2 separate regions of the Hordeum vulgare genome follow, and region 2 is linked to region 1. Evidence: chromatin contacts called from public Hi-C data. All regions are on one chromosome and are shown on one strand. Each heading gives the region's core, a stretch centred on a gene start, on an enhancer-like site or on the middle of the called end of the contact. The rest is flanking DNA. Distances are from core to core; before and after follow the strand shown.

What was found. Hi-C and Micro-C count contacts between places; a contact is called where the count stands out from the background.
Region 2: a contact with region 1 is called in a Hi-C map of seedling, with 3 times the contacts expected there. The contact joins the promoter of LOC123425324 here to the promoter of LOC123429696 in region 1. A contact is called at or near these places in 2 of 6 Hi-C or Micro-C datasets (leaf and seedling) and 1 of 1 datasets of contacts at active chromatin or transcription factors (embryo).

What each region holds. Positions count from the first base shown.
Region 1 is chr2H:101,170,997-101,178,053 of MorexV3_pseudomolecules_assembly, reverse strand. LOC123429696 (SPX domain-containing protein 6-like) reads right to left here and starts at 3,063. Exons shown (of 2, transcript XM_045113706.1): 1 at 2,588-3,063; 2 at 1,729-2,477. The coding sequence starts at 3,061. The coding sequence ends at 1,974.
Region 2 is chr2H:101,508,333-101,515,389 of MorexV3_pseudomolecules_assembly, reverse strand. It overlaps LOC123425324 (elongation factor 1-delta 1-like), which reads right to left and starts at 4,251. Exons shown (of 8, transcript XM_045109008.1): 1 at 4,113-4,251; 2 at 3,152-3,264; 3 at 2,954-3,070; 4 at 2,778-2,856; 5 at 2,496-2,619; 6 at 2,172-2,285; 7 at 1,894-2,055; 8 at 1,440-1,660. The coding sequence starts at 3,234. The coding sequence ends at 1,659.

The DNA of each region.
Region 1 (7,057 bases), core at 1,814-4,313:
ACAACCCGAACGCACCTGCGGCAGAAGGGCGCCCAGATGGCAGCAAGAAAGCCAGGGCGGCGAGAGACTCGGCGCCCGCTGCCGAACGGCTACAATCTTTGATTGAACAATGCATCACCGACACCAAAAACAGCGCTGCCAAGAGGGAGGAGAAATCGGACGCGCGGTGCTCGGCGTTGATGGCGAACCAGCACGTCAAGCTCGACCTTTTCAGGACCAACATCGCCGTGAAGAAGAGGAACATCGACCTGGCGTTCTTGATGGGGACAGACACGACGACGATGGACGAGCAGGTGAAGGCGTGGTACCTTTTGCAGCGCGACCTGATCTTAAACCAGATGATGGCGTCGGCGGCAACTGCATCGTCGACCACGACAACGACAATTCCAACCACGCTGGCGACCACGGCAACGACAACTCCAACCACACCGGCGACCCCGACAGAACCCACGCCGACGACGAGCCAACGACCTCGGACAGTCCCGCGACCGCGGTAGAGGAGCCGAACTGCGTCGAGCCGGCTGTTTGATTCATTCCATCGTTCCCTTTTGATCGCCGAACTACTAGGTGTGTTGATCGCCGAACTATGGCATGCTGATCGCCGACTTGTAACATGATCGTCGAACTTTGTGGCGTTTTTTGGAAGCGGGAAAAGATCAATTTGAAAACGTCGACGTGTGGGAGCCGAAACCTGGGGGCGCGGCTGGAAACTCGCTCGTTCCGAGGGCTAGAAAAGCGTCGGCTCGACGTCAAAAACGCTATCGCCCGAATGGGTGAGGGTCAAAGGGGTGGAGATGCTTTAAAATCGAGAGGAAAAGCTTTTCCCTAATCGACTTGCGGGAGGGGGGGGGGGGGGGGGAAGCACCCCAAATGGTGCTCCTTTTCGGTTGAATACTCTGTGAACATGCTTCTTCTTTCTTATGCAGGAATCAATTGACTTCTCACGCTCTTTTTTCTTTTTTTTGCTTTGTGCATTTGAAAATGCATGGATCATTTTTCATCCATTATTCAAAAACAAAAACAGGCACAATTTGCTATCTCGCTGTTCGAGTTTTAGCATTTTGGAGGAATGATTAGAAGTTTGGAATTGCCTTACAAATTTTGTTCATCCCCCTTTGCATACCTAGCATCGATCCTGGAGCAAGAATATACCTACCATCTTCCAACATGAGAGGAAGAATCGATAAAGACAAAGAGAACGGCGCGGACTATGAAACTTGTTCTTACTAGCTGCAACAATTTTATGACAACAAGTTTGTGAATCTCCAACCAAAATCGTAGGCTATGCACATTGACAATAAATAGTTTATCTTCGTCGCTTTTGATGTGGTCTTTTGGCCGCTTCTCTACAATATCAAGGTATATTCGTTTCGGCGAAGGAATCATCTTGCGTAGCTCGATCCTGACGGAATTGTTTCTCTAAACATATGAACCCTCGGTGTCGATTTGCTTGATCCAGTCAGATAGCATTGTCAGCTTCAGACTAATGGATTGACTCGTGAATGGTCTGAAAATTCAGAGACGGTATGACCGTTCGAACGGTTGATTTCTGTTGGACGTTTTTCCTTGACCTCTGGATTCGTCAGGAGCCAGAGATGAATTTTGTTGTTTCTTAGTAAATTAGAACCATGACCTTTCTTCGGCATCATGGCAGTTTGAATGAGATTTAATTTTCTACGACGCACTCAACCATATTTAAGCACAAACTCAACTAGATTTGACGCTCGGTTAGTGTCCTGAGTCCTGACAAAGATTTATATAGGAGCATAACATAATGCACAGTAGTATGAATTTGTATGCTCACATCTTGTTACCATCTTACACCAGCGTGGTAAAAAGAAAGGGAAACAAAAAAAGAAGTTAGAAACTACAGATAGCCAATTACATATCTGTGGATGTGGCTGGTGAGGCCACCAAGAAGAGGCCGGCGGGGGTCATTGGACGGGGAATGGAATGGGGGACGACGGCGGCGGCTAGAAGGAGCGGAGCCAGTCCGAGTCCGGCAGGTTGAGCGGCGGCAGCGAGTGGCGGCCGCGCGTGGAGCTGCTGCTGCGCACGTCCTGCATGGCCAGGAGCGCCGACACGGTGTTGCGGAAGATCCTCTGCTCCGCTGCGACCAGGGCCTCGCGGTCCCGCCGCGCCGCCGCCTGCCCCTCGCCGGGCGCCGTGGGGAACACTGCCTCCATCATGGCCTCGCACTCCCTCACCATCAGGGACACCGCCTCCACCGTGAAGAAGGGCTGCACCAGCACCGTCTCGATCACGGCGAGCCGGATCCCTGCGCCCGTGCGCTTGTCGTACTTCTTGAGGATCTTGGCCAGGCCGATGTAGTTGACGCTGCTGTAGTTGAGCAGCAGCACCATCTCGCCGTGGAAGTTGACGATCTCCCTCCGGATCGCCGCGATCTCGGCCTCGTGCGCAGCCGCCGGCACCGCCACCTTCCTCTCCAGCGCGCTCCTGATCGCCCCCTGCAGCTCCTGCTCGCACATACACACACACCACCAAGAACGCACGGACCGTCAGAGAAATTCGCAGGGCAGGCGAAGCCATTGGGACTGGCTGGCTAGCAATCAGCGCGTACACGTACCCTGTGGGTGATGATGAAGAACTCCTCCTGCTCGATGAAGAAGGCGTTGATCTTCTCTATTTGAACGTCGAGGCGGGCGACGAACTCGGCCGGCGAGACGGCGCCGATGACGGGCTTGAGCTCGTTGTAGCTCAGGAACTCGTCCTTCCATGCCGGGAGGCTCTGCTCGATCTGCCGCTTGAGCCACTTACCGAATTTCATGGCGTGCAAATCAATCCAGAGGCCGCCGACTGCCTTCTGCTCAACTAATCCCCAACCGAAATCAACTAATCTCGCCTCCTCGAGGGCAATGCAACGACAATCTGCGATATGAAGGTGAGCAATCGGTGGTGTTGGCGGATTAATGAGGGGTGAAGCGGCGATGAGTGCTGGTAATATAGGCGCGGGCACCGTACGTACGTGGTTAGTGAGGTAAGCGGTTGGAGGAGAGGAAGAGGAAGAAGATGGCGACGTTCTTGGAATATTTACCGGCATATGCTAAGCGTGGCAAGGGGCGTGGGGCGTGGGGCGGTGTGCGTGAGACCGTGGCTATGGGCACCCGGACGACGGGTGTAACGGTTGGTCGCAGGGACCCTCGTTGAGATTTTGAAATCCTTCTCCTCTCTACTACTCTCTCCATCCCAAAATAAGTGATTTAAAAATAACTCGACTTTGCACTAACTTTAATACAAAGTTGAGTCACTTTTGAATCACTTATTTTGAGACGGAGGAAGTACTTAGTACCGACTCTGTACCATGAACTGTTAAAACGTCATATATTATATTGATCCAGAACTCGTGAGCTTATAGAAGTGGTATGGAAGGAGTAGGTTAGAGCAACTCTAGGGGATACGTTAATCCGTTCGCCCCACTAAATAACCGTCAATATATAGAATCTGGATGAAATCAAATTACGATCAGATTCATATATCAACCTGACCCGTAAAAAAAATATGTACTATGACCCGTAACTGCTAAATCTATCGTTTTCCCCTCCTCTTTAAGGTTCCCTCTCTCGAGTGGCGGGAGAAATTTTTTGCTCGCACTCGCCATTCCGCTGCCGCCCCCGTTGTAAACCTTCGATGATATTTGCTTCCCCTGGCCACTATGCGCCATGAAGAGCTTCGGTCGTCCTCGCTCGCATCTTCTTCACCAAGATTGGTGCTTGGGTGGCTAATTTTCCCCGCGAGCGGGCCGCAGCCGACGCCATGGATCCGACCGGTAGCTTCGTGGAGTGGCTCGTTACGGGCGGATCCAACTGCTCCAGCCGTGAGTGAGCTACACAGTCATCCAGGCGTGCCAAAGCCACGGACATGGGGCCAAGGGGAAGTAAGGGGCGGTGGCGAAAGATTTCTATTTGATCGGGGTGCGGAAGTTTGGGGTGACGGATTTGGTTCCGACCAAAGCTAATATATAGGTCTTTCCTCTCGATTTAATTTCCGACCAAGGGGTGATTGTGACAAAGTCCCAGATTTATTTTCATAGATGGATTCCTCGTCGTCGGATTCAGATGATTCCTACATAGAGGAGATGTTTTTTAACGATGATGTCGAGCACCTCCTCTTGTTGCAACTTGCCTAAGAGTTTGAAGTCGACAAGAAGAAAAAGCACCACGGATCGAAGGTTAGCCGTCTTTGCATTCTGGGCAACTGAGCTCTCAGCCACAATATTCTCATGAAAGACTACTTTGTCGAGTTACCAACCTATTCGGCTCACCTCTTCTGTAGGCATTACCGAATGTGTAGATCTCCTTTTGTTCGCATTACTCAAGCTTGTGAGAAAGATTGTTGTTTCTTAACTCGTCGGAGGAATGCCGTCGGGTTGCTTAGATTTAGTACATACCAAAAAATATCGGTGACAATGAGAGCAATAGCATATGGCATTCCAGCTGATTACACCGATAAGTATATTTGCATTGGAGAATATACCACGTTATCGAAAAAAGGCTTCCGTCCTTCTTTATATATAAAGCACCACAGCCAAACTAATACAAGGAGATGAGGATAACCTCTCACAAAGAAGATCGGAGAAAATCAAGAAATACAAGAGAATCCACACCCTACCCCAAAACACCATAGACTACCAACAAGGAAGACGGTCAACCACCAGGGGAAACCACCCGGCCTCGTTCCGCCACTCACACCAAGTTGTCACCGAAGAGGACCCCCTGTCCTCTCACTCCGGATCACGGAGCTCGAACCTACAAGCAGACAACAAGGACCTGGAGTGGCATCAACGAGGACCCGTGTAGAAGATATGAAGGCAAATGCGACCGCCCGTGCTAGAGTTAAGGAGACCTCAAGCCAGGATCAGAAAATGGCTATCGATGATGGTGCGGTGCGCATGGAGGAAACTGAGCTCCACGACTATGTCCTCAGGAGGAACACAATGCATTGTGTCAACACCGCCGAGACCGAGGGAACGGTCAAGGGTTTTCACCTCGATTAATGTCCTGGCAAGAGGTATCACAATGGCCCCCCCAAGAAGGACATGACACGCACGAGCATCACCATTGTCGGTGCCGGAGCACAAGGCTTTTGCCCAGAACCTCTCACCCGTGCCACCCAAGGAACTCCGCGCACCTATCCATCCTACAGGAAGACATGCCGCCACCAAATGAGACCTTCAGAACATGATCTGGGAACCGACACTGCCAAGACACCATCGATACCAGGATCATCGAGCGCTATATCCTTTGTCGCCCACACGACCAAGAGATGCAACCATCACCAACGCCAAGACGCCTATTGAGAAGCCAATCTGACTGACCGCCATCCGGGGTCGTCGCCCCGGCGTCCACGATCCCCAACTCACACCCGCAGCCGACTCCAAACCTCGAGCACCTCACTGACCAATGGCAGGACTAAAAGGCACCTCCTTTCTAGTCCCACGACGCACCATGGACGAAGGGAGCCCCATGCCAATGCCACCACCACCTACAACTGCGACCAACAACCCAAGTCGATCATCGAAGACCGGATCTGGCTGGAGCATCCATCCCCACGTTCGTGCATCACACCACGACGAGGATGGGTGACCACCCGGACGACATCCGGGCCACCGGACGATGGAGTAGGCAATCGTAGCCCCCCTAACAACATTGATAGTTGTGTCAAGCCTGCCAAGAACCCAGATGAGATCACTCTATTTTTTTAGACCTACTGAAGATAATGCCACACACGACCAGCTACACGATGATCTCACTAAGCACCAGTGAAAACCATATGGGAGATAAACTCCCATTTTATTCATTTTATCTTATTTGTATTCATGTGTTGTTTGAACATTTTTTTTATTTTGGATCATTTTGTTATTGTTTTAATTATTTGAATTTGAACTTGTGTTGTAATTATGAAGATTATTGTATAGTCATAAACTGTTTTTGTAGCATGTGTTGCGGCATCTGCTAGAGTTGCTCTTACAAGTTAAAATCACTTGTATCTCATTTGTCTCTCAAGAATTAAAAATCATCCAATCAATTGTATCTCGACGAGTCTTTGATAGGATTGGAAATGATTGTAAAAATTCCAATTCAAATATTTATGTTTGGATGTCGCATGAAAACATTAAACTTGCTATATTCTCTATTAGGTATTTGCTCATGCGTTGCTCCATGATATAAATATTCTAGTACATTCGCCTATAATTTACATGTATGTATTACTCCCTTCGTCCGGAATTACTTGTCACACAAATAAATAAAAATAGATGTGTCTAAAATTAAAATACATCTAAATACATTCATTTCTATGACAAGTATTTCCGAACAGGGGGAGTATATGATTGTGTAAATAAATGTCACCACAATCATGCCTGTGATTATTTTGTAGTCACTCATTGATATACAAAAGGTAGCTTATTTGGTAAGTCAATAAATAAATAAAAACAATTAAGGCGGTATTTAAGGAATGGTCATCCCGAAATAAATATCTTAAAGTTAATACAAATAAACTAATACTAAAAATAATATAAACTTAAAACACTTATTTTAAGATAGAGGCAGTATGAAATGTTGGACGAAGCACTCCGCCCGACAGAAAAAAGAACGTTACTCAGTTGCCTAGTTGGAAACCCAAGTTAGCGAGGGCGAAGTATGGTGTGGATGTAGTGATTTTGGCCGGTTGAGATGAGAGAGAAGGGCGGTCATTGGTCCTCGGACGACGGATAGAGAAAGAGTGGTGACTGGAATCCGGATCACACAAGGAGCATATTCTCGCAGGCAAACCGTGGGTGCAGCAGCGACTTTTGTTCCCCAGCCAAACGGGGGCACCGGTCGAATTGAATTGTAGTCGCGTTCGCACGTAAAGAAGGAGCGACGAGAGGGAGATTCCATCGGATCTTCTCTTCTTGTTGGCCTTGGAGTTATGTGGCCTGCCTTGACTGGTTTATTTCTCAAGCTCACTCGACTAGTCTCCGGTGCGGTGGGTGGGTGGTGTTTCCTTCGAAATCCGACGGTTTCTTAGAGCATCTCCAATCGGCCTTTCAAGAACG
Region 2 (7,057 bases), core at 3,002-5,501, 340 kb before region 1:
TGCTTGCTCCCTCTTGCCCTTAGTAACTAACAATCATATCCATCAGATGTCCCCATAGTGCCTTAGCATTTCATCAACCTTCATTTGATTGTCCAGAAGCTTAAAACCATCCAGTCATATCCCTTTATTTTTCATATAATACATGCACTTTGAAAACTATAACCATTCTCAAGCACTAGTGGCATGAGATAGAAATATCTTATGTCCTTCCTAAACATCTTAGTTTTGATTAATTGTGTCCCTTCAAAGTCAATGTGAATAACCCACTACTCATAGTTCAATCTACAGTACAAATTAAATATACATGTAAATACAAAGAAAGACACAACCTAATATACTTGTAAAACCATACACTAAATCACAATGAGCACTGAAGAGAATGAGGAGACAAGAACCCTATCGCAAGATAAATCACACACGTGACAAGAAGGATGACGTACACATGGGGGTTGTCGACGGTGACAGTAGGGAGGACTCCAACGGCCCACGTCGTCGCCTCTACAAACGGCTTCACATGGGAGGGAGATTGTGATTCACCATCATCGGATCTAGAGCCGCTCGTACCATTCACCGCCACCTCAACTGGCCTGTGAGGGGGGGGGGGGTCCTCCTCCTGCGACAACACATACTCCAAGCCAAGAAGGTTTAGCCGACGGCCAGATCTAGAACCACCGTCGTCATCGCCACGAGTCACCATTCACGCCTGAACAGGAAAGGTGAGATTGTGGGAGGGGAAATGCAAATGAGGGTTTCAAGGGGAGAAGACAGGCTTAAACAACGAGTGTGGGCGCACCGTCTGTCCGAGCACACGTGGCTCCAACAGGTGGGCCCGCATTATCAGTTTTAGTGTTGATGTGGCTAGTCGCTGGTTTAATGTTTTTTTGTTACTCACTTGCCACAAAAATGATTTTCAATGGAAGTGTTGAAGTAAACATAGAACTGTGCATGGATATGGAATGAAAAAGGACCTATTGTTTTGAGGTAAAAAGCATTTAAAATATTCAGAATGCATTATGTTGTAGAGTAGATTTTTGTGTAGTTTGAACATTGAGCTCGCTGCAAAAAAGACAATTCAAATGTGTGAGAAACATTTGCAAAGCACACTATTTATGCCTTTTGTCTATTTGCCACAGGCTCCACGAATGTGCAAACATCATAAAATTTAGCAAGTTCATACATAAGAGCATCTTGCACCACAAAAAAATTTGGATCTTTTGGAACACTTATTGTAGTCCAAAACGCGGTACTGTTCACCAGATTCATATGAGCCCAGGCTCAAAATGAATTACCGCTTACTTTGACCCAAACCAAAGACAGCTTAAATGCCGTTTGGCAGGCAACTGACTATATTTTCCTCCTGGGATTGGTGGAGTCAACGGTTGTGAAACAAGTTAAGACGATCAACAAAGAGAAAAGTAGGCAGGCCAGACACAAGAAAATAGCAACAGGAATCCAACCACATTGTCTCATTTCATACGATGCAAACAACACTCAGTAGTAATACTACGACAAAACTCAACCTAAGGTCCAAAAACCTCACAGGGCAGAATATGTTATGCTGCTTTAGCTACGACACCATCATGGCAACGGGAAACTGTAGACATATTGTTTGTGCTGCTGCATTGTCCACCGACCGCAATCACGAACCTCGGGAAGATTTCTGCAGTAAAACAGGTTTACCAAAGTTAGAGCTGATGAATCTAACTAATCAAAAGGTCCAAACCAGAACTAGAAATGGATAGTGTCGATAAAAGGAGACAAGAACTAGACATAGACACAGTGCTGGTGTGGTACGACTTTAAGGAGAATGGACAACATAACATAGCATCTTAGATCAGCTGATTACAGCCAATGCAACTAGGATAGGAAATTAAACTAGCTGGAGAAACTTACAGATTTTGTTGAAGGCAACAATGTCACAGCTCTGGATGTACTCGTTCGCTGGTTCGACGCACAGATGGTCTTCAATCAGAGTGTCAACAGAGACAAGGTCATCAATGATGGTCATCATAATCTGGAGCTTCTTGATGCCATATCCAACTGGCATGAGCTTGGCTGCAAGCAATGGCAAACCATCAACGTTACAAAACACAAGTATAATTATGCAGACAGAAAAATAATATGCATCACCAAAATTGAAGTACAAAGACAGTTAAGAGTAAGTGACATACAAGCACCCCACAGAAGGCCCTCCATCTTGATGCTTCGGACAGCTTCCTCTAGCTTGACCATGTCAGTCTCATCATCCCATGGCTTAACATCAAGCAAAACTGATGACTTGCCAGCTGACAACAGCAAAAGTACAAAGTTAGTAGAAATACTGGGTTTTGAAGTTTAACAGCACAAACAGTAGCTTAAAACAATGTTCATAAATAAGTACGACATAGCATATATTCTTCACTGATACTTGGTTATGAATTTTGAGGGTACAAAATAATTGATTCAGCCATACAATATTAGAACTATTAAAATACAGAGAATGCAGGATAACATACATTCTTTCTTCTTGGTAGATGCCTTCGCTTTGGCAGCACGCTCTTCAGCTGCCTTCTTCTCCTCTTCGGTTTCCTCTCCAAAAAGGTCAACATCGCTGTCATCGTCATCATCAGCTGCAGGAGCCTGCAAAGTAGAGGATACATGATGTTATACTGTTATACTGGAAGATTTAAACCACATAAATGCCCAACAACCAGCCACATGAACCAGTTCAGCAGGTGGCACGCTTATGCAAAAGAAATTATTAGAATAGTCCAGAGCAGATGGTTTATGAATGTAACCTCAGCAACATCAGTAGTTGAGGTTTCAGGGACAATTGATGACAGAACCTTCACACCTTGACCAGGGGCAGTAACTCCACTGAGCATGAATAGATTGTTTACATAAATTAGCATCACTTACAGGGACAGCAGAAAATGAAAGGCCGTTTGGAATTTAAATTAGCTTGAGAGCATACCTCAGCTTCAGGAGCGCATCAATGTGATTGTACCACCTTGCAACATTGGTGCAAGTCGATGGTGGAGCAACTGAGAATTCAGAATACACAGCCAAGTCATCCTTGGAAGCTTGGTATCTACAGAAGATAATTTTACAGAGTAAGTCTGATGAAACAAATACAACCATTTAGTAAACAACTATGGCATTAAACACATACCCAGAGATGTAGCTGCGGGACAGAAGGTAGCCATCAAGCTTTTTAAGGCCTGCCTCAGCGTTAACATTGAAGGTAGCCGCCATCTTGCCTCAAAAGGATGGAAAACAGCTGATCTACAGGCAAAGAAGAGAACGATGTAAGAACAGTGGATATTGGCACACAAACTGTGGAATATAACTTGGAAACCACAAACCAGTTTACACTAATGGCATCCTAATTCTATCTATGTAACAGTACTCCCAGTAACTCAAGCAGCAATCAAGCAAATGATTTCAATAGCAAACAAGGGAGATTTGTAGGGAACTAGCGAATCAAATTGACACGCAAGAGCAGCTACACAATTAGACAGAAGAGGAACACCTAAGAACGAGCAGGGGGTTATCATATGCCTACACAAGATGCATCAACACTACAAATCTTTGTTTGAAATGACATAAAGCGTAAATTCGGATGCAAGAAATTGACATGGTACACACACCGATAGATAACTGACTGACATAACATAACTCGTTTCCAGATAAATCACGCACAGGGATGTAGTGCATTCAAAACTAGGTAGATAGGGGTAAGAATCATGCAAACAGACAAGCAACCCAGGCCAAATCCATTTACTGATACTGCACCTTCACTGAAGCATGCGACGCGTGACCAAATTTGACGAACAGAACACACAACGCATCGGATCTAACCCCCCTAAACAGCATCAATAACCAACAAATCCTCCGCGGCCAATAACCGAGATCTGCTCTAACACGCGCCAACTGACCACGTACAAGCGCCTCCAGATCGAAGACCAAAGCTGACACATCCACAGGATAATTAAGAAGCGGAACTAAAATCATCACGCGATTCACCGCGAAGAGATCGAAGATGCAACATAGAACCAAAAGATCCGGAGCAGCTACGAGCGGATCTACGGAACTGGTGGAAGGGGAGGGGTCGGTGAGGATGGACCGGTTACCTCGAGGGAGCGAGTCGAGGTGTGGCTGCTGGGAGGCGAGGAGGAGGACGACGGCGCAGGAGAGGGGCGGATTCGAGAGGGTTTGGGGCCTTAAAACGGGGGGATGTGTGGTGGCGTGCCTACGGTTTGATCTGCATCTCACGGTCGCCGTTTGCTTCGTCGCAGTTTTGCCCTAGATCTGCGTCTGGCGTGTGGGCCTGCTAGGCTGTCTTAGCGAGAACCCGACCAGGCCGGCCCATATATACGCGCCTAAATGCGTGTAATGAAGGTGGACGCGGAAAACCCTATTTGCCGCGCGTTGCGATAAATTCTCGGGGTTTCGCACACAGAAACCCTAGCGATCGATGATCTGGATCAACCCATTATCGGTTGCGGGATTATAGTTTTCTAAATCTCCTACACTTTCCTAACTGGAAACTTTATAAAAGGTTCTCCGAACCGTTTTCCTTTTTTTTCGTTTCTTTTTTTCTTTATTCGTTTCTGTTTTTTCGAAAATGTTCTGAATTTTATAAAATGTTTCGAATTTTTACAAAATGTTAGGGATTTTCAAACATTGTTCTTCAAATTGTAAAAATGTTTCGAATTTTCAAAAAATGATAAGAATTATTGTCCGTTTCAAAATTTTGTGCTCAAGATTCTAAAAATGTTTGTCCATTAAAAAAATGTTCACGCTTCCAAATTTGTTCATGATTTTTCAAAATTGTTCTCGGTACGAAAATTTGTTCTCAAGATTATAAAAATGTTCATGCTTTGAAAAATTGTTCGTGATTTCAAATTTGTTCTCTGTTTCAAAAAATATTCAAAATTGTTTGTACTTTGTTTTGGGTTTTTTCAAAATTATTCTCCGTTTCAAAATTTTGTTCTCAAGATTTAAAAAATGTTTGTGCTTTCAAAAATTGTCCGCGCTTCCAAATTTGTTTTGGATTTTTCTAAAAATTTCACTATCTCAAAATTGGTTCTCAAGGTTCAAAAAATGTTTGTGCTTAAAAAATCGTCCGCCCTCCCAAATTTGTTTGGTTTCTTTTAATTGTTCTTCGTTTCAAAATTTTGTTCTCAAAATTCAAAAAATGTCCGTGCTTTAAAAAATTAGTAAGCATGGTGGAAAACTCAACCTCAGGTATCCTCCTCTTATTAGTCACAATATCCTTCATGTACTTAGCATACGGAGACATTTTGAGCATATCTGTCAAACGCATTTGCAGAAACACGGGTCTAATCATTTCAACAAATTGCTTAAAATCATCATCATCCTTTTTCTTGGATGGTTTGGGAGGAAAGGGCATGGGTTTTTGAACCCATGGTTCCCTTTCTTTATCATGCTTCCTAACAGTGAAGTCGTTCTTATCGTATCTTCTATTCTTAGGTTGTGGGTTATCAAGATCAACAGGTTCAATCTCCACATCCTTATCATTGCTATGTTGAGCATCAACATGAACATCATTATTGATATTATCATTAGGCTCATGTTCATCACGAGACTGTGTTTCAGCATCAGAAACAGATGGACTCTCACGTGTAACAGCAACAGGGTTACTAGCATGCAAGTTCCTATCATCTTTCTTCTTATTTCTAGGATGACTAGATGCATCAGTGCTAACTCCTTGAGAATCTTGTTCAATTCTCTTAGGATGACCCTGTCACGCCCAAGATGCGACCCTGTCCTCAATTTGGCACGAAGACCTCGTCAGGGATAGAAGCGCATCTCGTCGTGTCGCAAAAATGGATATCGTTACAAGTACATGTACTAAAAAGAAGAGATATATAATATAATTGGCTTACACTCGCCACAAGCTACATGAGAGTCACATCAGTACATTACATAATCATCAAGAGTAAGAGCAGGGTCCGGCTACGGACGAAAACAAACGAGAAAAGAAGAACGACATCCATCCTTGCTATCCCAGGCTACCGGCTTGGAACCCATCCTAGATCAATGAAGAAGAAGAAGAAGAAGAAGCAACTCTAAATGAACAATCAACGCGCTCGCGTCAAGTAACCTTTACATGTACCTGCAACTGGTGTTGTAGTAATATGTGAGCCATAGGGGACTCAGCAATCTCATTTCCAAAGGTATCAAGAATAGCAAAGCTTATTGGGTGAGGTAAGGTTAAGTGATGAGGTTGCAGCAGCAGCTAAGCATATAGTTGGTGGCTAAACTTACGAGTACAAGAAATAAGAGGGGGACGATCTACGCATAGCGGACGTGACTACTGATGATCAAATGAATGATCCTGAACATCTACCTACGTCAGACATAACCCCACCGTGTCCTCGATTGAAGTAAGAACTCACGAAAGACACAGTCACGGTTACGCACACAGTTGTCATACTTAATTAAGTTAACTTTAAGTTATCTAGAACCAGTGTTAAACAAAGTTTCCATGTTGCCACATAACCGCGGGCACAACTTTACGGAAATATTTAACCCTGCAGGGGTGCTCCAACTAGTCCATCACAAATTACCACAAGCCGCATAGAAATCCTCAATCGCGAAGCTCGCGATCTCGTCAGATTCCCTAGTGGAAAACCTCAACTCTGAGAATACCCAAAACATCACCGGAATCCCGATGCACAAGATATTTCATCAAAGGTAAAACTAATCCAGCAAGGCCACCCGACGTGTCAACGATCCCGATAGGAGTCGCGTACCTAGTTCTCAGGACACGACGGATAAGTGACGCGTACGGTGGCCTGATAGAAATCATCCAAGTTGCCCTGGGTTAGCCCCGCACAGTGCTCTGGGTTGGACCAACACTCATGAGGAGCACTGGCCCGGGGGTTGATTAAATTTCCTCGGGTTAATTACTCCCTATGTAGTTTATTAGTTATTAGGCAAATGTAGTACCAAAGTTGGGCCTTGCCAGACCAGCTTTAATCTAAAACGAATTATCAAGGGGGTCCCCATAACAACCCCGATCGTGTTAGGAGCGCTCACTTATGGAACA